Regions from separate parts of the Mus musculus genome. Here all the other regions are linked to region 1. The links are chromatin contacts, called in public HiCAR-type, Micro-C and promoter capture Hi-C maps. All regions are on one chromosome and are shown on one strand. Each heading gives the region's core, a stretch centred on a gene start, on an enhancer-like site or on the middle of the called end of the contact. The rest is flanking DNA. Distances are from core to core; before and after follow the strand shown. Region 1 holds the start of Ube2q2 (ubiquitin-conjugating enzyme E2Q family member 2). Region 2 holds the start of Rcn2 (reticulocalbin 2). Region 3 holds the start of Scaper (S phase cyclin A-associated protein in the ER). Region 4 holds the start of Dmxl2 (Dmx-like 2). Region 5 holds the start of Cib2 (calcium and integrin binding family member 2). Region 6 holds the start of Idh3a (isocitrate dehydrogenase 3 (NAD+) alpha).

Region 1 (3,878 bases), core at 1,010-3,509:
GAGTAACTTCAGCTTCCAACTCTCAGGTCACACTCCATCACTGAGGTAAGTCAGGGCAAGACTCAAAGCAGGAACTGAAGCAGAAGTCAGGGGGTGAGGACACTTCTTACTTAGGTGGGGTTTTTTTGTTTGTTTGTTTGTTTGTTTTTTGTGAGTTTTTTTGTCTTGTTTTGTTGTTGTTTTCCAAGACAGGGTTTCTCTGTATAGCTCTGGCTGTCCTGGAAATCACTCTGTAGACCAGGCTGGCCTCAGAGACCCTCCCTCTGCCTCTGCCTCTCTGCCTCTCTGCCTCTCTGCCTCCCTCTCTGCCTGCCTCTCTGCCTCCCTCTCTGCCTCTCTGCCTATGCAGTGCTGATTAAAAAGCCCATACCCACCATCACAGAACCAACTACCCAGGGGTAAACCACCACAATTGGCTGAGCCCTTCCTCAATCATTAGTGAAGAAAATGCCCCATAGGCTGGCCTACAGGCCAATCTTGAGGTGTTATTTTTCTCAATTGAGGTTCCCTCTCTTATTACTTGTCAAGTTAACAGAAAACTAGTCAACACAGCTCCCTACGCAAAATTAGATGCTCCCTTTAGATTTCATAACATCAAAGTAGTTGTCGCAGCTATATAAAACGCTCCAAGAAGTCTGAGTTCTCTGTATAGGCACTGGCCTGCCAAGTTCTCAAACACTAGTACCCACAACAGCTTAACAAGATATTCAGAAAGTGAATTCCCTCCTCACTAAAGCACACTGCTGCAGTTTTTTCTTTTGCCAGATATAGCAGTACCTAATAGTACTAACACTATCCACCTTCTCCAATAGAGTTTGATAACTATCATAAAGTTAAGGCCTTTGAAATTCCCACCACACTTGGGGTTATCTATTGGCTGACTTAACAGAAGGAATCTTAGCCATATAAAAACTACCACCTTAACTCCAGTTGTAATAAGGTGTATTTTCTGCACATGAGATCAATTTCACAATGAACAGTCAGCCTCATAATACACTTCGATAGGGGGGGGGGGGAGAGAGTTCACTTACAATCTGATAATTTTACCAACTGAATGTTTCTAAAGAGCATTTCCCTTAAACAGAAAAGTAACTTCCCACGTGTTTCTCCAGCCTTCCAATCCCACTTGATCTTCCCCGGTAATAAACTGCGAAGCATCTCCTTTCCCCTCCTGGTAACGTCCAGGCTTCCGCACAGGGCACAGGTGGGACAGCTTGCACACTCACCACACCACCTGCCGCGTGGAAGGTTCCATGAGCTTTTCCAAAACACGTAAGCGCAAAGCCAGGTCAGGGCTAAACGATGGTTCCACACCATCCCCCGGGGTTGCGTCCTAAACTTTTTCCTTAAATACGTAGGCTTTCAGTGTTCGTTTGTCCTCGGAGACCAAAACACAAACGAGAACTGGTTGAACAAGCAAGGACGTGGGTTTTGGAACCCGATGGGAAAACGAGTAGCTAAAACAGATACTTGAGAGCCTTTCCACCTGAGCGACTGACAGGAGCCCACGGACGAGCCGCGGTCCCCAGAGCAGGCCGGCTGCGGGCGGCCATGGCGACCTCGGGGCCCGACGGGGGCCGCGAGGGGCCAACAGAGCAAAGCCGGCCCGCGCCGTGCTGCGACGCGCCTCCACCTCCTCCCGACCAGGCAGCCCGAGCTCCCGGCCGGGCCCAGGGCCCAGCCGCCAACCGGCCGTGCCCGGGACACCGGGGGTCTCCCGGGCAGGCGCCCTTTGTCCCGGGACTGCGGCGCCCAGGTCCGCCCCCGCCCGGCCCCGAGGGGCTACGACCCGGCGCCTCACCGTGATGTTGCAGTGAAGTGTGAGCGGCGGCGGCGGCGAAAGCGAGCTGCCCGGCGGTGGTGGCGGCGGCGGCACCAGGAACTGGCAGTGCAGCTCGTCCAGCTTCCAGCTGACGATGCGGAATCGCTCGTGGTTCTTGTCGAAGATGGACGCCAGGAACTTCAGCTCGGCCTTGAGCCCTGACACGGACATCTTCCCCTCATCTCCAGCGGGAGGGGTGAGGAAAGGGAGCCGGGGCCGGGAGCCGCCGTCACGGCCGCGACCGCCCCGCGGGGCCGGCCCGGGCCGCGCTCTCGCGGCTCCGCCTCTCCCCGCCGCCGCGACCCGCGTCCGAGCGCGGCTGGAAAATGGCGAGGAGCGCGAGGCCTCGGCGGGCGGGCGTGCGAGCGAGGGAGCGAGCGAGCGTGCGGGAGCCGGGCCGGCTGCTGCCTTTGTAACCGACTCCACCCGCAGGAGGCGGTGGCCCCGCGGCTTAAAAGGGCAACAGCGACGCCGCCCCCACCGCCGCCTGGGAGAGGGCTGCCCCCGCCCCGGCGCGCGCCCGCGAGCTCCGCGCGCGCTCCCGACCGCCCCCTCCTCTCATGACCCAGCCCCTTTCCGCCCCACACCGGGGCTCCGCGCCCAGCACCCGCCGCTCGCCCCGAGGATTTGGGCCGGCGGCACCGCACGAGGATGAACCTGAGCTCCCCTGCGCGCCTCTGCGCTGCACCGGGGCCTCTGGCCAGACACGTGCGCGGCCTATCGCGCCGGCCACGTCGGCTCGGGTAGGAAACGCGCGGGCCCCTGGAGGTTGCTCCTCCGCGTGGTTGTCCACCGGCCACCCACTCACCTGGCCTGGGCGCGGCCGGGATGGGGAGATGAGAGGTGTGCGCCTAGCACCTTCACGTATGTTGCTCTCGCTCCGCGCTGAACCACCCACCACTTTTCTAAGTGTGACTCCCGAAAGGTCCTTCTCTCCAGACTTGTACTCCCTCCTTCGCTCCCATTTGCCGAAGACGATGATAGAGCCTGCCAGCTTCTTCCCATCATCATTTCAATCTTTCACGTAAACATTTATGTGCTCGCGCTAATGTGGATACTCTGCGTCCTGAGTTTCTGCTGGACTTCCCAGAATGGACCATGTTTGTTGAAGTCACATCTCAAATGTGTCAGACTGATCCTTCCTGACCAACTAAGCTAAAGTAACCATGTAGATACCATGTATCCCTTTCCTAGGTTAACTTATTGCTTCTTTCTGTTGTCTCTGCTTAACACTGAAATCTCATTCAGAGAAGCACCCCTAGGATTGAGGGGAGGAAAAGCCTAATGACACCTGTGTCATTTAATAAATTCTTGCTCTTACCTGATTCCCCAGCACTTAACACAATTCTGGAATAACCTAGGTTCGTTCACAAATAACTAGAGGACTACATTTTTCCAGAGGCAAGACCAACTTTCTAGACATGTCACCTATGTAGTACCCAGGGTTCCTAGCTTAGTAAGGCTCCCGGGCCTGGTTTAGTGCCCTGCTGTCACCATCTTGAAATTCTTTTATTATTATTATTGGTTTGTTTTTGAGACAGGGTTTCACTATGTAGCCCTGGCTGTCCTAAAACGCACTCTCTGTAGACCAGTCTGGCCTCGAACTCACAGAGATCGGACTGTCTGCCTTCTGAATGCTGAGGTTAAAGGCCTGCACCACCGCCAGACTAGGAATGCATTCGTTTGTTTTTGGAAATAGGCTCACTATGTAGCAGTGGCTGTCCTTGAACTCACTATGTAGACCAGGATGGCCTTAAACTCACAGAGATCCAGCTGCCTCTGTCTCTTGAGTGCTAGGATTAAAGGCATATACTACTAGGCTTTGAAATTCTTATATTCTGTGAGGGAACCTGCTTTCTCCCTTTACACTGGTCTTGAGGTACCTGATTCTGACCTCCTAAAATTACAACAGAACAACATGGGGAGACATTGTTTGGGGTTTTTGTTGTTGGGGTTTTTTTGGTGTTTGTTTGTTTTGTTTTGTTTTCATTTGTGAGGTACCATGTTATGGTGAGTCTTAGCTTTCAGAAGGGGCCCAGATTCCACTGAGAACCCA
Region 2 (3,878 bases), core at 881-3,380, 890 kb before region 1:
AAGTGTGCCTCAGGGCCTTTGGGCCCAGCTTTAGACTCCAAGCTCTGGCCCTCAAAACTCAAATCAGTAACGTTCTCTTAAGGGTCCTCCAGAGGTTTGTGTTTCCTTAAGCACAACGAGTGTTTCTTCTACCTTAAAGGACTTAGTGGAGCCTAGTAGGAAGCAGAATGTATCAGGGACCAGAAGCACAGGCTCACATTGCAGCTTGGCCCTAAACCATAGCTTACCTTTCAAACTCTTTACCTATAAAATGAAGATCAGACTATTTAAGCACATCTAGACCCCAACAAGTACTAAAGTCTTCTAGATCAACTCCATTTGTAAACAAGGCAGACCACTATCCTTCTATTAGCTTAGAGATTTCATCATGGTTTAACAGGAACAAGCCTGAGGGCACCAATGTGACTATTTATTGACAGCATTTCCCTGTTCCGTAACTTCATTATCTGGATGCTGACCAACACTAAAAGGAGAGACACCACAAACAGCTTGCTGTCACAAGGACAGATTCTGAACCTTCAAAAGATCAACCCAGAATACCTGATAGTATAGGTAGAATTCTGATAGATTCAAGGTTCACTTGAGGAAGAAATTGCTAGTAATTTATTTAGAATATTCTTTTACACTGTACGTTCCATTTCTGCCTAAGAACATACCTAAGAGCACTCTTTTGTTGTTTGTTTTGAATGAAGAACATTAAAAATTGAATTAAGGCTAAGAGCTGAATTCCACTCCTGGGTTTGCCATTTATTTAAAAATAAGGTTTTCCCTCCTGAATGTGACTTTCTTCAACTCTATGAAGAGATAGATAAGCTGGTTCTAAGTCCCCATTAGCACCATTTTTTTTAATGTTTCGATATAATTCACATTTGATGGGATGTTTCTATTTGCTAATTGTTATAATAAACTAATAAAAGCAGATTCTTAAAATTCCTACATACTGAAGGAATGTTGTATCATGTGATGTGCTAAGAAAGGTTTGGGCAAGTGTCTCTAAAATGAACCATACTATGGACAATGAGAAAAGTGATGTGAGGAAGAGTCTGTCTCAAGGTATGACTGGCAAACTTATTCTCTTAGGGCCAGTAACATTTACATACCATCAAAGCACTGATTTTACTTGTAGCCCACCTTCCAGGCATAAGAACTATTTTCCATATCACAGTTACTTTTAGCTTGTTAGAACACCAGCAATCTACTAGAATTCAATAGACAACAGTTTTTTTTTTTTAAATGTACATTAATTTCCTACAAAGGGCTTTCTCCATTGTTGGTGGTGCAAGTCAGTCCTTACTTTCAGTAAGAAAGCCATCAGAGTCCGAGTCAATTTTCTTTATGATCGACTGCAATCGTCTTTGCTGCTCTTCGTGGCCAAGTTTAACATACTCATCGACGTCTTCCTTTTGGGAGGGAAACCACACACAGGAGAATCAAGCATTACAATCAGTGGGGCGTGATGGTGGAAGGAAACAGAGCTACCACATGCCTCATTTGCCCCAGTGGTTTCAGGATGACCCACACTTCTCTTCAATACGCCCCCACTACCACTCTAAGTAATCCTGTCCCTGGATCCAGGAATAGAAAGAATCTTGTTCTGGAACTGCAACAGTACCACCAGCTTTACAGGCCTCAGGGTCTCCTAGAGCGAAAGCTGAGCCCCGCCCGGACCCCATTGTCAGGCCGCTCTTGCTAAGGCCTCTCTCTCTGGTCGTCCCGCTTTGTCACAGGACAAAGCCCATGGCGATGCGGTACCCAGCCTGGTATCCTCACCTGGACACCCAGCAGCGCTTCGCGGTCGTAGTCCGCCCGGTGCTCGCCCTGCGGGTAGTGCAGTTCCTCCGCCTTGCTGGCGCCAGCCACCGCGGCGTACAGCAGCAGCGGCAGCAGCAGTCCTAGCGCCGCGGGCCTTGGGCCCAGCCGCATCGCGCCCGCTCGGCGAGGACGCAGAAAGCCGCGAGGAGGGAGGCAGGCGGAGCCGGGGCTTGGCAGCCTTGCTTCACGGGCAGCCACAGAGGGGCGGCGCTGCATGTGGGGGGCGGGGGTCGTCAGTGGCGGCGGTGGCCGGGGCTCCACACCCCAGCCTGAAGTCTGTCGACTACTGCGTTGCTGAGGCCCGCCAGGCCCTGCCTTATATGGCCGCGGGGGCGGAGGCGGGTCCAGAGCGCTATACCTGTTGCTGATTGGGTCGTGCTACCCTGGGGGCGGGACCTTGCTATTGCCTCCTACTAGAATCTGCAGGCGAGCCAGCTGCTGGGGCCACGGGACCCCTGCGGGCCCCTTCACCTTTGCCGCCGTACCCTTGAGAAGATAGCCCCAATTCCACAGCACTTTGCCTTTTCCTTTCAGTCTCATTCATGGCGGGAAGTTCTTTGGCCATTCTGTGAGTCTGTCCTGGCTTCCATCAGTGGGAGAGAGAGCCTGGAGATTTTGGTGCAAAACAGCACAGTATTATATCTCAAAGAAATCAGAACAGACCAGCAGTATCCATTTCCCAGGCTTCAGTGTGCCTTAGTTAATTTCTCCACAGCAGGAAATACAGTATCAGGAATTGCAGCCAAATGTTTGCATCTGATGTTCAATTCATATGACCTGGTTAAAGTATTGGGCCCTTAACCTCTTTGAGCTTTTATAAAATAGGCAACATTTTTTTCTTTTCTGTTTTTTTTTAAAGGAGACATTTAAATAGTTGTAAAACACGAATTAAATAATGTAATTTCATCCATGGGGGTGTGGGAAAGGATAGTTGTATAGAAAAATAGAAAAGGACTTTTTTTTTTTTTTTTTTGAGGGAGGATGTTGTCTTTCACATCTCATAACTATTGGATTGAGAGCAGGAATCCTGTTCCAAACTGAAAACTGTGTGGGTATGATTACAAAAATTTCTTGGGCCAGACTGGAATTTTTTTTATTAGATATTTTCTTCATTTACATTTCAAATGCTATCCCAAAAGTCCCCTATACCCTCCTCCCCCCGCCGCTACCCTACCCACTCACTCCCACTTCTTGGCCCTGACTTTCCCCTGTACTGGGGCATATAAAGTTTGCTAGACCAAGGGGCCTCTCTTCCCAATGATGGCCAACTAGGCCATCTTCTGCTACATATGCAGCTAGAGACACAAGCTCTGGGGGGTACTGGTTACTTCATATTGTTGTTCCACCTATAGAGTTGCAGACCCCTTCAGCTCCTTGGGTACTTTCTCTAGCTCCTACATTGGGGGCCCTGTGGTCCATCCTATAGATGACTGTGAGCATCCACTTCTGTATTTGCCAGGCACTGGCAAAGCCCCACAGGAGACAGCTATATCAGGGTCCTTTCAGCAAAATCCCTCTGGCATATGCAATAGTGTCTGCGTTTGGTGGCTGATTATGGGATGGATCCCCGGGTGGGGCAGTCTCTGGATGGTCCATCCTTTCATCTTAGCCCCAAACTTTGTCTCTGCAACTTCTTCCATGGATATTTTATTCCTTATTCTAGGGAGAAATGAAGTATCCACGAGTTGGTCTTCCTTCTTGATTTTCTTGTGTTTTGGAAGTTGTATCTTGGGTATTCTAGGTTTCTGGGATAACATCCACTTATCAGTGAGTGCATATTAAGTGACTTCTTTTGTGATTGGGTTACCTCACTCAGGATGATATTCTTCAGATACACCCATTTGCCCAAGAATTTCATAAATTAATTGTTTTTAATAGCTGAGTAGTACTCCATTGTGTAGATGTACCACATTTTCTGTATCCATTCCTCTATTGAGGGACATCTGGGTTCTTTCCAGCTTCTGGCTATTATAAATAGGACTGTTATGAACACAGTGGAGCATGTGTCCTTATTACCAGTTGGAACATCTTCTGGATATATGCCCAGGAGAGGTATTGCTGGATCC
Region 3 (3,878 bases), core at 435-2,934, 790 kb before region 1:
ACAGGGAGTGAACACAGGACAAAACTATAGAGAGCAAGAAGTCAGGAGGACTGATAGATGCACAGGAAGTAGAAGGGAGGGACATCAAGTTGAGGGGCATATTGGACAGCATGGAGAAGAATTGCCTTTTGGGATGTCAGCCTTAGAGCATTTAGCTGGGTGCTTTCTCTGCCTCTCTTAGCTAGCAAGCTTTCACCCCAGAATCCGGCTCATGAGTCTTTATTGGTAAAATCTAATGTTTGAGATTTTGTTAAAAGCAACAAATCACTATCTTTTCTATTTGGTTTTGGGGAGAGTTGTTGACTGGTTTGTTGGGATTGTCACACTGTATTCCATGGCCTTGGTTTCTGGTAATACTGCCACAGAGACAAAGCCTTCAATATTTGGGCCTTTGGGGAACATTAAAAATTCAAACTACTGCAGGTGGGGATTTGCAGTAAAGAAATCACTAGTGACTTTAGAAAAGAATCGGAAGAAACCAAACTGCAGTAAGTCCAGACCTGAAGAGGAACTGAAGTAGTGGAGATATCTTGCAAATTGCAAAGTACAAAGGGCAGGCTATGAGGGGGAATGAAAACATGTTGAAGTGAGGGCTGGTGGTTGGGAGATTTGAAGTGGAAAGAGATTGAAGTTGTTTAAATGCTCATGAGAATAAGAGAAGATAGTAAACCAGAGAAACAAGACCCTGACCGCCATTTATATTGCACTAATTCTTCCTATCTCCACTTACTTTATTACCAATAGTGCTTATCATATAACTTACAATTTTTATTATTTGTGTTTCCTCCGAGCTCAAGAACAAACATTTCCTCCCTCCAGGATTTCTTTTGGGGGAGGACCTATTTTGTTCATTTATGACTCTAAGCAAGCTAGTAGAGCTAATGTGGCAGGTCCTTCATAACTGTTTGTCAAACAACTGAACGAATGGGTTTTCTAAGAAACCAAGAGGCGGAAGGACCTAGAAGGAGCCTCTAATACAGCGTGCACCTGCTTCCATAACTCTTACCCTCTTAAGGGTGAGGCAGATGTCAGTGACCCGTTAGCTTCCCACCTGTTGTAAGAAGTGTGAGCCAAGTTAGAATCTCAGAGTCATCTGGACGAAAAGCTGCAGAAAATACTCCTTGATATTGTACTGTGACGGGCATAGATTGTTTTCCATTTAGTTCACAACTGTGGTTTAAATACCTACACATAATCATCTTGCACTTATTGTTGTCTTTGAAATAGCTTAAGCCTACCTTTTAGGTTTTTGTAGTTGGATCCTTCCAAGCCTGGCACCGACATTTGAAACAAGCCTTTAAGTGGAGACTAAGCTCCGCTTGGCTAAGTCCCAGGTGCTTTAGTGAAAGATTGTCACACACATTTCTTGAGGTCTTTAATCGGTGGGCTGTGGTGGTAAGACACGCCGGAAGAAAGCTGAATCCGAGAAAGGGGCCAGTGTGGACAAAGCTGAGGTAGACCGTCAGTCCAAGAAAGAGAACAGCACTGAAGAAAAAGACGTTCGTCGGTACAGAGGAAACTCTTACCTTTCTACTTGAGCGCGCAAGAAGTGAGCCTAGCTGCGCCTGCGCGAATGGCCCAGGACGGCCTAGGGGGAGTGGCTGGGCTTCGGCTGGCGTCACGTGGTGCGCCGTCCATCCGCCCCGCCCGGTCCTCCGCGGCCGCCCCGCCCCACCCCGCCCCTTTCCCGCCGGGACGCTGGGAGCCGCCCCAAAGTAAGCTAAGCCTCCCGGGTAAGTGTCCGCGAGGGGCGCGCGTCGCCTCGACCCGGACGGGCCCAGGAGGGGCGCGGGCAACCTGTGTTGTGGGGCTGAGGGGACAAGATGGCGGCGGAAACCCTTCCACCTCCTCCCTCACCTGGGCGTGTGACCGGGGGAGGGGAGCCGCGAGGTGGACTGAGGAGGCCGGGCCAGGGTGGGGAGGGTCGAGCTGGCCCCGGGGCAGTGAGGGTCGTGGGACTGGGACAGACCTCAGGCCGGGCCGGGGTTAGGGTCGGGGCAGAAGACTGTCTCTAGGGGGTAGCCGAGCCTACTGGAATGTCCCTACTGCACGAGTGAGGGGTCCTCAGAAGCTGCTGCTTGCCTGCATTTGGCAGTTAATCACTTTCAGCATCTTTCCCTCCAGGGCTTTACCACACTTTCCATGAACCTAGATTCAGGCATTAGCTATCTCAGGGAAGCATGGAGGTAAAAAAAAAAAAAAAAAAAAAAAAAATTTTTTTTCTTCCCATTTTACAAATGTTTACTTGAGGCCTCAGGTGCAAACCGAAGGCCTCTCTCACCTGAGAGCCTCCTACCTCAGCGTCCTTGCCTCTGTACTTTATTAGCACTCCCCTCTGCTCAGATTTGCAGTCCTGCACACAGAAGCAGGTTAGAGTCAGTAACTGACTCCAGAGAGTTTGGGGCTTGTTAGAAAGCAGCCAGAAAATTGCTCCCCAAGCAGCACCTGCTGCTGTCCCAAAGGCTCCCTCTAAGGAGGTCTCACTACCCCATGGGCTGCCTCCTGCTGCTGGTGGACTGTATTTCTCACGTGTGTCGCGTTATTGTCTGTGGAATAGCAATTTGCTACAATCATCTTCCTGAACAGAAAATAATTCCCGGCTGCAATTTACAGATTTATTTCATCCACATCACATGGGAGAAGAGTGAGATAGATGCTGTGGACGTTTATAAATGGGAAACTTGAGGCTCAAAGAGATGATTGCTTAGCCTGATCACTTGCTGGTAATGTGGCAGATTTCTGATTTAAGATAGAAAAATAAGCACAGCACTAACCCACCCTGTCCTATGTAGGTGCTTTGAATTGGTAAATTTTTTTTCCTGTTAAGCATGACTTTCTGCAAGATGCTTGCAGATTGATTTACAACAAATACACCAAAATGACTTGAGAATGTCCATTGACATCCAAATATCTTTAGTACAAGAGCCATTTTAAAATGTCATGTGGGAAATTATGTTGGTGGGAAAAAGTGTGATGTGGCTTTTTTCCTTTGGTTTCCATCATTTGGATACGATCCATGTCATAAAACTAGCAGAAATAATGTTTCTACAAGGAACTGCTTCTCGTTCGTCATAACCCTTAAGCAAATGCCCCATCCTTCCTCTTTCTTCATTCCCTTGAGCTGCATTTGTAAAATTCTCTCCTGTTAGTCTGTTTAGGCTGCTATAACAAAATTATCTTAAACTAGAAAATGTATAAAAATAGTGATTGGTTTCTCACAGTTCTGCTGGGGAAGTCTAAGATGAAGGTGGTAGCTGATTCTGTGTTTGGTGATAGATAACCTGCTTCCTGATTATAGATGATACCTTCTTTACCCTTACATGAGGAAGAATGGGGGTTTTCCTTTAACCTCTTTTAAAAGGGCATCGTCCCATTTATGAAGACCCTCACTCTTAATTACCTCCCAAAGTATTCACCTAACACTATCAATACTATACTTTGGAAAGCTAGGGTTTCAACATGAATTTTGAGGGGACATAAACATTGAGCACATAGCACTGTGATTAAATTCCTGATGTGTTATGTCAAAACCAGGGTTGCTATATAAATGTTTTATAAATAACTTCGGTGGCTAGGTTCCCAAGGTGTTACTGTTTTACACACATTCCCCCCTTTCCATTGTGCTCCATAGATCTTAAGAATCAATGAGGATTGACTTGATAGTGAACCTTCATGAGTGCTATGTAGGAATGATTTAAAGATAAGGGGATGGAGTTCTGATGCTTTCTTTTCATCTTCATGCACCCCCTCTCCCCCAACCCAAAGCACTTTAAAAAGAAAAGCAGAAATCATTTGTGGATTACCTGTAAATATTCTTGAATCACTAGAAATGGATGATGTCGGGGTTAGGGGAATTTCTCAGTAGGTAGAGTGCGGTG
Region 4 (3,878 bases), core at 465-2,964, 650 kb after region 1:
ACTAGATTGAATGGATTGTCAAACAAGTTGAGGAATGTGGACTTTTAACTTCTAGGGAAAGGGAGCAACTACAGATTAAAATGGTTTCTCCGGGGCTGATGGCGTAGCTCAGTGACAGAGGGCTTACCTAGCTGGGGCCAGGTCCTGGCTTCGCTTCCCAGTACGCCCTAAACCAAACAGAGACTGTTTCTCTGGATGGATTGGAGAGAGAATGTACTGAAGACAGCACATGGGCGGCAACTAGGGTAGTTAAGCGAGAAGCCGTGAAGGCGGAGCCACAGGTAGAGGGCTGGGGAGCCGGTGAGGTGCATGGATTGTGAAGAGAAATGGATGGGTGGAGGTGGGGAGTGACTCCCCCCCTCCCCGAGATCTTAGCCTGGGGGTTTATGCCACTATAGATGAAAAGGGATATGCCTTAGGTCGCTGGGAATTAGTTGATTACTGATGCTGCTTTCCCGGAACAGTAAACATGCGGAATCTGCCTCCATTCTCCACCCTCGGCACATTCACCTGATTATACATTTCAGCTGAGAAGTAGCAGATAGCCTTTAGGACAGGCAGAACAAAATCTGGGCTTCTCAGTGGATTCAGTGTCTCGAAAGCCCTGGACATAGAGCCCCCCTGGGTGCGTGTATTTCTTGTTAACTATCATATCTTTCCCCTAACTGATATACCTGCCTCAAGCATTGAACTTAGTGTCTCCCCCGTACATTTTACTTTCTAGCTCTCCTAATTTCTTTATTATAATGCTTTATTCCTAGTTGCTCCTAGCCTGTCAAAATTGAATCCAGGGACTCATTACTCTATGTCCTCAGAGAGATCCTTCCAGCCCCCTAGTTAACATATTGTAACCTCATCGATTTTTGTATCTTTTGTAAGCCTTGTGCGTGTTTGGTCTTAAATTTTCCTCGTTAACCTTTGTTCCGTGCCGCGGTTTCTTTTCTACAACCTGAGCTAAAAATCGCAAAGAATTGACCCGGTGTGTGTGTGTGTGTGTGTGTGTGTGTGTGTGTGTGTGTGTGTAGTGGGGGCAGGGATCTGATTTCAAATTAGCAGACAGCCTGGAAAAGCAGGCGATTCTGCGACTTCATGACATCATACCCTGGGGGAAAAACACTTTTAGATAGAGGGATCACCGGTCTCTAGGGGGACGTGTGAGAAAAAGTGTGAGCACAACAATTTGCTGTCGGGGGAGTTCAGCATCCCTTAAAGGCTGTAAGATGCTGCATACTTTAAAGTAGACAGAAGGACCTTAAGATCATGGGATTGCCCAGTGATGGTAGTGTCCTTCCCCTGAGGTCAGCGGTACTGACCAGCACGCGCTGTCCTCGAGAGACGCTTAAACACTTAGCAAAACAGGCCGGCCCCCTGGCCCCGCCCCTGGAGGTCTGGGCCCCGGGCTCCCAGGGAACTCCCGCAGGTCTGCGCGCGCAACCGGCACAGAGGGTCCGCGCGTCGCGGCGCGCGCAGTTGTCCTGGAGACGGTGGCGCGCGCACGCGCACGCGCGGCGCCGAGAGCGTGGCTTCCCGTGTGAGCGCGTTCTTTTGCCTGCGCGCCGCGTCCCCGCGCCGGGCGCGCGCCGGCCTCTCCCTGGCGCGCGGCGTGACGGCCTCGCACGCGCCCCGCTTGCGCGCTCTCCGGCGCCGCCCCCGCCTCGCACGCGCCGCGGCCCTGCGCCCGCACTGTGCGCCGGTGCGGCAGGCCGTGGGAGCATCCGGGCATTTCCGCAGCCGAGCGGCGGTCGGGCTGCGGCGGCCGGAGCCTCTCATGGCCGGGCGGCGGCCGGCAGACGACAGGCGAGCGGGGCGCTGAGTCCCGAGGACGCACAGGAAGAGCGGCTGCGGCCGGGCGCGGGACTCGTCCTCCTCTGGCGCAGAGCTCATTCCAGCCGGAATCCCGAGATGCATCTGCATCAGGTCCTCACCGGGGCTGTCAACCCTGGGGACAACTGCTATTCGGTGGGCAGCGTCGGGGACGTCCCCTTCACGGTGAGCAGAGCTGGGGCCTCCCGTAGGGCCGTGAGCGACGAGCCCACCCACGCCCCCTGGGCTCTGGGCTTGGGCGGGGGTAGGGGAAGGATGAGGAATCACCGCCCTCGTCCGCCCGCCCGCCCGCCCGGTGAGTGCGCGGGTGGCGGGGATGGAAGGTTCGGGGCAGCCCCGGGGTCTGCGGTGCCGGGAGGGAGGTGTTGGCAGCGGCCGAAGCCCGGGGCGGCTTCCACCTGCTCCTGGCTGGCAGCGAACGGTCTTGGTCTCAGGGTATGGAGGCGGTGCTGCTCCCTGGCCTCCCGAGCTGCCTGCGGCTTTAAACGCGCCCTCTGTATCTCCCTAGGTAGAATTTTAGCATACGGGAATAGAAAAATCCGCTCTCTCCCTGAAAGAGTTAGAATGGAAGTCACCTTTTCATGAGTGGCCTGTCTTATCTAGCTCAGGGTTCCGTTTCGGTAATCCTTTCAGGTATTAACTTAATCTTTGCAAGCTAGTTTTTTTTTTTTTAATTTTTTTAAAGCCTGAAGCAGTGTTACATTTTAAGACTTTCCTTGGGCGTGTGATAAAAATGTATGTAAACATAGCGTTTTGGAAACCAGCACCTCCCTACACGACATAGTCAGTTTCTCAGCCAGATGGGTGGGATTCATCAATCCTTTTTTGAGAAAAGGCTGATAAAATCAAGCTCTCCCAGAGATTATTTTGTAAGATTCACACGGATTAATAATGTTTTTTATATTAAGTATATACATGGTCCTTCTTAGAAGGAATTGTATTAGTGAGACCTCTATTAAGTACATATTGATAATCATTATGCTTAATTAAATTGGATATTGCTTAGTAATATGCTTTTTAGACAACGGGAACCATTTGATTTGATGTCTACAGCAGCATGTTTGTAAAACTGCAGGAAAAATTACAGCAAAACTGCAGAATCATTATGTAGCACTGCATTCTGGAACACTTTATCTGTTTTTAATGTTTTGTGATTCATTTAAAAAAAAAAACCTCAACAAGGTTGCTTCTTGGCCTTAATAATTTTAAGATGTAGTCAGCTCAGGTTTGTTCTAGTTTTGAAAGAATACTTTTAAAAATAGGGTTGTTTGACATATTATTCTTTCACTAATCAGTGGTGCTGAGTTTGCTACACATGTGACTTAAAACATCAGTCTAGGGCCCTGTGACATGGCTTGCTGGATAAAGGTGCTTACTACCAAACCTAGAGACTTGAATTCAACCCCCTCATGACTCACATGGTGGAAGGAGAGGACAAACTCATGCCAGGTTGCCCTCTGACCTCCATATGCTTACTGTGTATTCAGGGTTGCCCCTCCCCCACAATGAAAATCGTTAAAAAAAAATACCAGCCCAATAATATTAACATAGGCTGGAGCTTGGTCTTTAAGTGTGTGGAGGCTGTTTGGAGAATAGAGAGAGAAAACACACACACACACACACACACACACACACACACATAACCTTTGTGTCTTTCAGGAAAGGAGGAGGACCTACCGTAGGATCATAAGAGAGTTTCCTTCAAGAAATAAATCTGGATTTTCGATTATGGAGATTTCCCCTTGTGGGGTGCTGGTAGTTTACCGGGTTCATCTAAAAGTGAGGCACTAGCTGGGTGTGGTGGCACACACACCTGTAGTACTTAGGTGGTAGAGGTATGAATCTATGCTTAAGATAAACGAAACAACACCAAAAAATAGTGTTTCTCTTAGCTCCCGGCAGAGCTGGTTTACAGAGTTAAACTAGATTCTGCCTGGAAAGGCCAGTCAGTGTAAGAACCATCAGTGCTTTGCAGGTGCGGGCAGGCCACAGGCCATCTGTGGCCATAGTTCCCATTTGAATTTATTCTGTCACCGAGTCTGATTGTGTAATGC
Region 5 (3,878 bases), core at 615-3,114, 590 kb after region 1:
AGATCTGACATATCTGCCAGCTTATAGCAGTCTGTAACTCCAGCTCTAGAGACTGTAACATCCTTTTCTGGTCTCCACTGGCTTTCACCTACACATGGCAGGCATATAGATGTAACATACATAAAAATAAATCTTAGAAAAAAAAAAAGGCCTGGTGAGATGGCTCAGTGGTTAAAAGCACTGACTGCTTTTCCAGAGGTTCTGAGTTCAATTCCCAGCAACCACATGGTGGCTCACAGCCATCTGTAATGGGATCTGATGCCTTCTTCTGGTGTGTCTAATGACAGCAACAGTGCACTTATTTATAATAATAAATAAATCTTTGGGCCAGATTGAGCAGAGACTGAGCTAGCAGGGCCAACCTGAGCAGCAGAGGTCCTAAATTCAATTCCCAACAACCACATAAAGGCTCACAACCATCTGTACAGCTACAGTGTACTCATATACATAAAATAAATTAATAAATAAATCTTAAAAAAAAAAGAGGGCTGGAGTGATGGCTCAGCAGTTAAGAGCACTGACTACTCTTCCAGAGGTTCTGAGTTCAATTCCTAGAAACCACATGGTGTCTCACAACCATCTGTAATGGGATCTGATGCCCTCTTCTGGTGTGTCTGAAGAGAGCAATGGTGTACTCATTAAAAAAAAAAAAAAAAAAAAAAGAGTAGAACAACACGGCCCCAAAGTGATGTAAGCCAGGCAAAACTGGACAATACTGGTATGTCGCTTTTGTTTGTTTTTTTTTTTGGTGGTGCTAGGGACTGAACCCAGGGCCTCATGAATGTTAGGCTAGCTCTCTGCCACTACACTATTTCTCAGCTAAATTGCTTTTAGTTACTATATTCTGTTTTCTGAGATATAGTCTCATGTACTACAAGTTGGCCTGAATCAGCTAAGGATAACCCTGAACTTCTGATCTTCCTGCCTCTGTCTCGAGGGCTGGGATTACAGGAGACCATACTCATGTAGCTAATCTCAGTTTTGGCAGCCCATGATGGACTTGCCTCCCAGCGGAGCCACCAGGAGCCTTTGACTCAGGTTTCATGCAGCCCAGCTGTCCCAAGAATAGACAGTAAGGACAACTCCATTGCTAGTAGCCTTCCTTGTGGGCCACTGATAGGTCCCAGAGTTGCCAGGACTCCTGAACTTCCGTGTGTCTGGAGGGCTTTTCCTAGCGGTCACCTTGATGGGGCGGCTGAAGATAGCCAATCGTTTAGGAGGGTATTGGTTAACCTCCTCTACCCTGCCTGCATTATTAAATTTCGTGAAGGCCTCACTTAGCAGAGTGGATGTAGGGAGTGATCTAGTTACTTTCCTTAAGGTCTTGAACCAACTGAGTAGTGTAACCTATTGTTACCAGAGCCCATTCCTCTGCTGAGGTAGAGTTTGCTTCGTCTGTTTCCTTTTTTAAAAAGTTATTTTATGATTTGAGTGTTTGACTGCGTGTATGTCGGCTTTTTGAGGATGGACCTGACTTGGGTAATCCCGCAAGCTCAACAACACACCTATTCTCAGTCTAGGATCAGAGGCCGGAGGATTGTGCCTGTTCTACCACACTAATCCATGGGATTTTCAGGCTCACAATCGCCAGGACCGACCCGGGGTGCCAGTCAGTGTGCTGGTTGGAACGGGAGGCGCACTCAGTGTCCAGTAGTCAGGCGGCCCTATGAGGCCACCGCTTGGCCACCTCAGTGTGCTGCAGCAGCATAGACTGAGCAGGCCTCTGTCTCCAGGGAGAAGTCACCTCTCGGGCCCCGCCTCCTTCCACCAGGCTGCGCCTCCGCCCCAATCCGGCCCCCGCCCCCGCCTAGGCCCGCCCCGCCCCCGGCCCCGCCTTTGCCTCCCAGCCCCTGCACCCCTCCCACTGAACTGCGGGACCCAGCGGAGCGGGCCAGGCTAGGCTGGCGACGCTGCCCGCTCCCGGGCTGGCAAGGGCCGCGGGCACCGGGCTCGGGGCTCCAGACGCCGCCGATGGGAAGCAGCACTCGAAAGGGCGAGAGACGACGCCGCGGCCACCCATACCATCGCGGTCACCATGGGGAACAAGCAGACCATCTTCACTGAAGAGCAGCTGGACAACTACCAGGTGAAGCCGGCGCGCCGCGGCCCCTGTAGTCCTCCTTTTTGTCCTTTTCCCAGGCCTCGCAAAAGCGGACTCACAGAGGTTCAAACCCTGCCGCTACCTTCAGCGCGCAGCGTCGCCTTAGGTGGATGACTTCCCCTTGACGAGCCTCAGTTTCCCAGGCCCGGGAATGTTAGAACATTCCAGTTAGAGTATTCTGTCAGATGCGCCTCACCCACCCCGTCTTCTCTTCCTTATTGACCTTCTTTCTGCCCTCCCAAGCTAGACCCCAGTCATTTCTTCCAGCCCACTGGGCATGACCCTCATCCCAGAAAGGGCTTGGTGTAGGGGGAGGACAAGAGGCCCCAAATGCAGGTTACAGGTTGGGGTGTGTTGTTTATATAACTACGTACCCACATCTCTTAACCTATTTTGTGATCCTAGTAGCCCTTTCACCCCGGATTCTTCCAAGTTCAGAGCTAGCTGTCCATATCAATGATCTCACAGCCCCCAGCCATGTGAAAACTTTTCTGTAGGTATGCGAGGGAACCTTATCTCCGGGCTGGCCCAGAGTCTTGCTCAGTTGCTTTAGCTCACCATGTAATGTCTCCGGACTTTCAGGGAACAACAGCTGTGGAGTCTTCTTTTTATCGCCTAATAGGTTAGGAGTGTTATGTCATATGTATTCCTATCTTAGATGTGTGCAACTTTTGTGAATATTCAGTTAGCGTGGAGCGGTTACCTCCAGTGTGACCCAAGTGATAGGATATGTATTGAGAAGAGCTCTAGTGGACAGGGGAGGTCAATAGCTCTTGGTTTGACTAGAAGGTTCAGAAAGAGTGCAGAGCTTGCATGAGGACTTGGGAAGTCAGGATTTTTTTTTCTGCCAGAAAGTTCTGGAAGGAGGCGTTTTAAGTGGAGGTAGATGCAGGCAAAATAGCCCAAACCCAGGAGAGAAGAGTGGTCTGGGGAGAGTGGGGAGCCTGCATCCCCATTAGGACCAGCCCGGCATTGGGTCAGACCCAGTCCAGTGTTGAGTTCTGATCCTTTGCCAGGGCCCAGCTAGACCCTGCCAGGGGAAGGAGAGCCATGAAACACGAGAGCCCCACATCTCCTTTCCTCTGGCTCTCTAGCATGCCCAACCCGGGCCGCATGGGGGCCCCAGGGTTACATTCCCTTTTCCAAGTAACTCTGGGCTTCCTGGAACTTCGCAGTCTGGTGGTCTTCCCTCCCTGAGGCCAGATGCCCGGTTTCCTGCTCGCCAGATGCCCCTGCAAGATGCCCAAAGTTTCGGCTACCGCCCTGGCCACGTATGTGCATGGCACACTCCTCTCTCATCCTCTCACGTGCCTACGCAGGGCTCGCTGCCCCCCCCCCCCCCCGTCCGCCATCCCAATGCTATGCTTCAGCCCATGCCTTCAGTTAAGAACTAGCCCCACATATGACTCAGCCTTCTTTGCATCTCACCTTGAGATCCCCTCATCCATCTCAAGACTGTGACCCTGGCCAGCCCTCCAAAGCCTCCTGGGGACAGAGGTCTAACTGGAGCTTCCTGGTCCTGTGGTCTTCTCTTTTGTCCCTCTTCTCTTCATTCTCTCCTTCCATCCCCCACTTCCTCTTCCCTCCTTCCTTCATCCTTCTATCAAGAGACAGCATATGCCTCACTAGAGTTGGGATGTCTGTGTACTAGCCAGGCCCCTATAGGAAGCCCTAAGAAGCCATCCATCAGGCCTGAACAAGTGAACAGACATAAACACTGTGCCCGCTCTAGCAGGGAGTTTTCTAACACAGGTACAGACGCCTTCTCTCCAGGTCA
Region 6 (3,878 bases), core at 523-3,022, 560 kb after region 1:
GTGGAAGTAGGAAGATCAGGTCAGCCTTACCTATAGCGTCAGCTAGACTAGTGGAGACACTGTCTTCAAACAAAACAAAGCCCTGCCTGAAAGGAAGCCCAGTACTATAAAAATCCAAATACCATTTGGTACTTCAGCACGAGTTAACCTCGGGAGCCCCTTCTTAAGCCCTAATCCCTTGAGAGAGACTGAACCAAAGCCTGGGCCACTCTGCCAAAGGTCACACAGGCAATCAAGTCCCAGGGGAGCATCTTCTGACCCTATGGCCAATAAGTTCTGAACTCTTGTGGATTTCTTACAGGGCTAAAGGAAAAAGCAATTTTCCAGGACGCTCTTTACTACTTAGCCTTATTTAGTCCCCCAAGGCTGACTACACCTAGCAACATGAATCAGGTAGAGTGTGTAAGCCCAGACATTAAAGGACTGACTTGTTGCTACACCTTTAAAACCAAATGTGACCTAACAGCATCTCAAGCAAAAGTGGGTCTGAACATAGTGACAACGTAGATTCTAGTCACCAAACAAAAAAGCCTAGTTACTGATGTCCCAGAATCACTGTCTGCTTGATCACTGCCAAGACAGATACATCGATAGCTAGGAAAGCTTCAGGCTTTCATGTCCTTCTACATGGAATAGGTGCTTTCATGCAGAAATACCTGTGACACAAGCACATGTATCTTACAGGTGGGTTCGCAGATGTTAAATAGTTTGCAGAGGATACACAATTGGCCAATGGCTTTGTCAGGATTTAAAATTAAGAACCCCTAAATTGAATTATTAATAAACAATAGTGCATCTCCAAACCTCTCTTTAAAGGAGAAGGGCAATACAAATTTCATTTAAAAATCTGCATTGCTTATAGCAGACTTCTAGAGAGCCACCCACGACGGCATCAGATGACCTACGGCCTGGTCAGTACTATATCCATAATTAGCTAAGTGACCTTGGCCACCGGAGAGACAGAAAATCAAAATACCTCGGGTTTCTCTCAAAGATGACAATGACCTCCTGTATGACCTTGAGCAAATTTGTCTTCGAGGGCAGGTCAGCTCCACCAGGAAACGAAAAGACTGCATATGTAACCTGAAGCGCCTTCCAGCTCTAGTACCTGAACTATCAGGGAGAACTAGAGAGTCCCAGATCGCTGGGTCCCAACAACTGAAGGTGAAAGGACGATGATGCGATCTCCCTGAACGTTCAGAGTATAACTCCAAGGAGCACGATGCCCTGCGTCCTCTGAAGGAGGAATACCTACCAGGGCACCAGGCATCAGACTAGGAAGAGTTCCAAGAGAGAGAAAAATCTGGCTGGCCTAACGGCCCGGGATTCCCTCACCTCGAAAACCCTCTTGCGCCCAGCGTTTACCCGGTCAAAGGCTGAGGGATCAGGGAGGGGCGACCTGGGCATGCTGCCCGGAGACCCGCAGGTGACAGGGCCGCGGGGCCTAGGTGGCCTGTCTGTGACCCTCAAGGGCTCCGGGGGAGGCCTGTGCACCTATCCTGGAGGACACTGGTGGGGACACCCGGAGCAGTACTGGCCGCCTTGACCTTGACGCCGTCCCCGCCCGGCGCGGCTGTCCCGGCTCAGGGCTAGCCACGCACGGCGTGCCGGCCACATTCCCCGAAACACTGCCCGCGGGCCATGAGCCGCCTCCGCGCGCTCGCCTCCGCCATCCATCAGGCGGGATCACAGCCTACTCTCCCTGCTCGCCCTCGAGCTTGCTGCCCTGTAGCGCTCACCTTGGACACCCACGCGGACCCGGCCATCGCGTCCACTTCCCTCACCGCGGCGACAGCGGCAACACCAGGGCGCATGCGCATAGCCCTCTTCCCAAGCCCGCCCCTCACGGCCCCGCCCCGAGGCTCCGTGTGGCCCCGCCCCTAGCTCGGGTCTCTCGATCGCTCACCGCCCCGCTCCGGACCCCGCTGCACAGCTGCCGCTAGCTGACCAATCACCGCCTTCATCTTTTGATGACGCGCGGAGCGGGCCCAGCTGCGACCCGGAAGCCTCCTCCCCTTCCTCCCGCTTCATTCATTGAAAAGCTGTTTGGATGAGTTTTTTGTTTCCGACCTATTAGGGGACCAATCAGCCTTCTTTATTTGGGGGATTGTGCGCCCCTTAAAACTTTGCGGTCCCACTGGGACAAATATCTTGCTTATTTTCAAACATTGTTTTGTTTTGTTTCATTTCTTAAGACAGTATCATGGAGCTTCAAACTGATTATGTAGCTGAGGCTGGGTTTGAACCCCGGACTGCCAGGGGTTCCTCTTTTCTTGCCTCTATCTCCCAGGTACAGGGACTGTAGGCATGCACCACCTCGCCTAACTTGATTCTTACATTTTTTTTTAAATTTTCATTTTTTTGTTTTGTTTTTTGAGACAGGGTTCTTCTGCATAGCCTCAGCTACCCTGAAACTCACTCGCTAGACCAGGCTGGCCTCAAACCTACAGAGATCTGGCCTCTGCCTCCCGAGTTCTGGGATTAAAGGCGTGTTCCACCATCATCTGGCTAATTTTTATTTTTTTTTAATAGCTTTACTGAATAAAAAGCATTTATTAGTCTGCAGAGGACCCGGATTCAGTTCCCAGCACCCTCATGATGGCTCACAAATGTCTGTAACTCCAGATGTAGAGGATCCAGTACCTTCTTCAGGCCTCACAGGGCACCAGATACCAATATGGCACAGGCACCTACATGCAGACAAAACACTCATATACATAAAATAGACAAATCTTTTAAAAAGTACTTGATGTAAATGTACAATCTGAAGTTTTTAGCAAATGTAAGTGTTTTCATAAAATAAATTCAGAAAACACAGCTCTTGGGCTGGGGAGATGGCCCAGTGGGTTAGGTGCTTGTTTCAAAAGCATGAGGACCTGAATTCAATACCCAGTACCCATGTAAAGAGTCAGGAAAGAGTGAGCATCTATAACCCCAGCAATGAAAATCCAGAGCTAGGTGAATCCTGCTGCCATTGCCAGACAGCCTAGCTGATATGATGAGCCCCAGGTTGTTTAGTGAGTGGGAGACCTGTCTCAAAAGCTAAGGTAAGGATACCTACCATGAAGCCATGAAGCACTCAAGCACTCAAGCGCTCTCTCTCTCTCTCCCTCCCTCTCTCTCTCTCTCTCTCTCTCTCTCTCTCTCTCTCTCTCTCTCTCTCCCCCCCACACACACACACCACACTCACATTCTCCATTTACACACTATAACTCTTACTTCAAAAAGAGTAAGAGGGGGTTTAGTCTGACCAAATATAAGTAACTAAGGCCAGGAAACACAGGTTTAGATTACCCCAGTTTCTATGTTTCAACGTGGTAAACAAAAACAAAAACCATGTTGAGGACAAATCAGAGTTTGCAGACTGGCAGTGATGGCCCATGCCTTTAATCCTATCTCTCAGGAGGCAGAGGCAGTTGGATCTGAGTTAGAGACCAACCTGGCCTACAAAGCTAGTTTCAGGACAGCCAGGGCTACACAAAGAAACTTTGTTGCAGGATATTTGATCACACTGTGAACTCTAAGACTGTGTTGTTTACTTGGAAAACCATTTTCTAGTTGTGGTGTGGCTCAGCCTTAGCACACACCATTAATCCCTCAAGCTGGAATACAGAAATGACTTATTACTTCCTTTAATTCCAAATAATGAATGAAGATGAAGTTAGTTTGCAGAAGGAAACACCCATGATTGAAAGTGATGTCTGGGGCTGGTGAGATGGCTCAGTGGGTAAGAGCACCCGACTGCTCTTCCGAAGGTCCAGAGTTCAAATCCCAGCAACCACATGGTGGCTCACAACCATCCCCAACAAGATCTGACTCCCTCTTCTGGTGTGTCTGAAGACAGCTTCAGTGTACTTACATATAATAATAAATAAATC

What was found. Promoter capture Hi-C pulls out the DNA fragments that hold promoters and counts their contacts. Hi-C and Micro-C count contacts between places; a contact is called where the count stands out from the background. HiCAR-type assays count read pairs that join an accessible place to other places. Capture Hi-C pulls out chosen DNA fragments and counts their contacts.
Region 2: a contact with region 1 is called in a promoter capture Hi-C map of liver. The contact joins the promoter of Rcn2 here to the promoter of Ube2q2 in region 1. A contact is called at or near these places in 1 of 39 promoter capture datasets (cranial neural crest), 2 of 115 datasets of contacts at active chromatin or transcription factors (astrocytes and bone marrow-derived macrophages) and 1 of 9 other capture datasets (liver).
Region 3: a HiCAR-type map of astrocytes shows a contact between it and region 1, with 2.7 times the contacts expected there. The contact joins the promoter of Scaper here to the promoter of Ube2q2 in region 1. A contact is called at or near these places in 2 of 39 promoter capture datasets (cranial neural crest and hippocampal neurons) and 3 of 115 datasets of contacts at active chromatin or transcription factors (astrocytes, embryonic forebrain and pancreatic cancer cells).
Region 4: a contact with region 1 is called in a Micro-C map of embryonic stem cells, with 8 times the contacts expected there. The contact joins the promoter of Dmxl2 here to the promoter of Ube2q2 in region 1. A contact is called at or near these places in 2 of 39 promoter capture datasets (cranial neural crest and neural stem cells) and 3 of 484 Hi-C or Micro-C datasets (all in embryonic stem cells).
Region 5: a contact with region 1 is called in a promoter capture Hi-C map of liver, with 2.6 times the contacts expected there. The contact joins the promoter of Cib2 here to the promoter of Ube2q2 in region 1. A contact is called at or near these places in 6 of 39 promoter capture datasets (the SN4741 cell line, hippocampal neurons, liver and 2 more) and 1 of 115 datasets of contacts at active chromatin or transcription factors (extraembryonic endoderm stem cells).
Region 6: a promoter capture Hi-C map of pre-B cells shows a contact between it and region 1, with 3 times the contacts expected there. The contact joins the promoter of Idh3a here to the promoter of Ube2q2 in region 1. A contact is called at or near these places in 2 of 39 promoter capture datasets (hippocampal neurons and pre-B cells) and 1 of 484 Hi-C or Micro-C datasets (embryonic stem cells).

What each region holds. Positions count from the first base shown.
Region 1 is chr9:55,147,750-55,151,627 of GRCm38.p6, reverse strand. It overlaps Ube2q2 (ubiquitin-conjugating enzyme E2Q family member 2), which reads right to left and starts at 2,259. Exons shown (of 13, transcript NM_180600.3): 1 at 1,802-2,259. The coding sequence starts at 1,993.
Region 2 is chr9:56,040,097-56,043,974 of GRCm38.p6, reverse strand. It overlaps Rcn2 (reticulocalbin 2), which reads right to left and starts at 2,130. Exons shown (of 7, transcript NM_011992.2): 1 at 1,771-2,130; 2 at 1,295-1,400. The coding sequence starts at 1,923.
Region 3 is chr9:55,935,925-55,939,802 of GRCm38.p6, reverse strand. Scaper (S phase cyclin A-associated protein in the ER) reads left to right here and starts at 1,684. Exons shown (of 33, transcript NM_001357652.1): 1 at 1,684-1,733.
Region 4 is chr9:54,499,462-54,503,339 of GRCm38.p6, reverse strand. Dmxl2 (Dmx-like 2) reads left to right here and starts at 1,714. Exons shown (of 44, transcript NM_172771.2): 1 at 1,714-1,989. The coding sequence starts at 1,903.
Region 5 is chr9:54,558,176-54,562,053 of GRCm38.p6, reverse strand. It overlaps Cib2 (calcium and integrin binding family member 2), which reads left to right and starts at 1,864. Exons shown (of 6, transcript NM_019686.6): 1 at 1,864-2,086. The coding sequence starts at 2,036.
Region 6 is chr9:54,584,405-54,588,282 of GRCm38.p6, reverse strand. It overlaps Idh3a (isocitrate dehydrogenase 3 (NAD+) alpha), which reads right to left and starts at 1,772. Exons shown (of 11, transcript NM_029573.2): 1 at 1,740-1,772. The coding sequence starts at 1,766.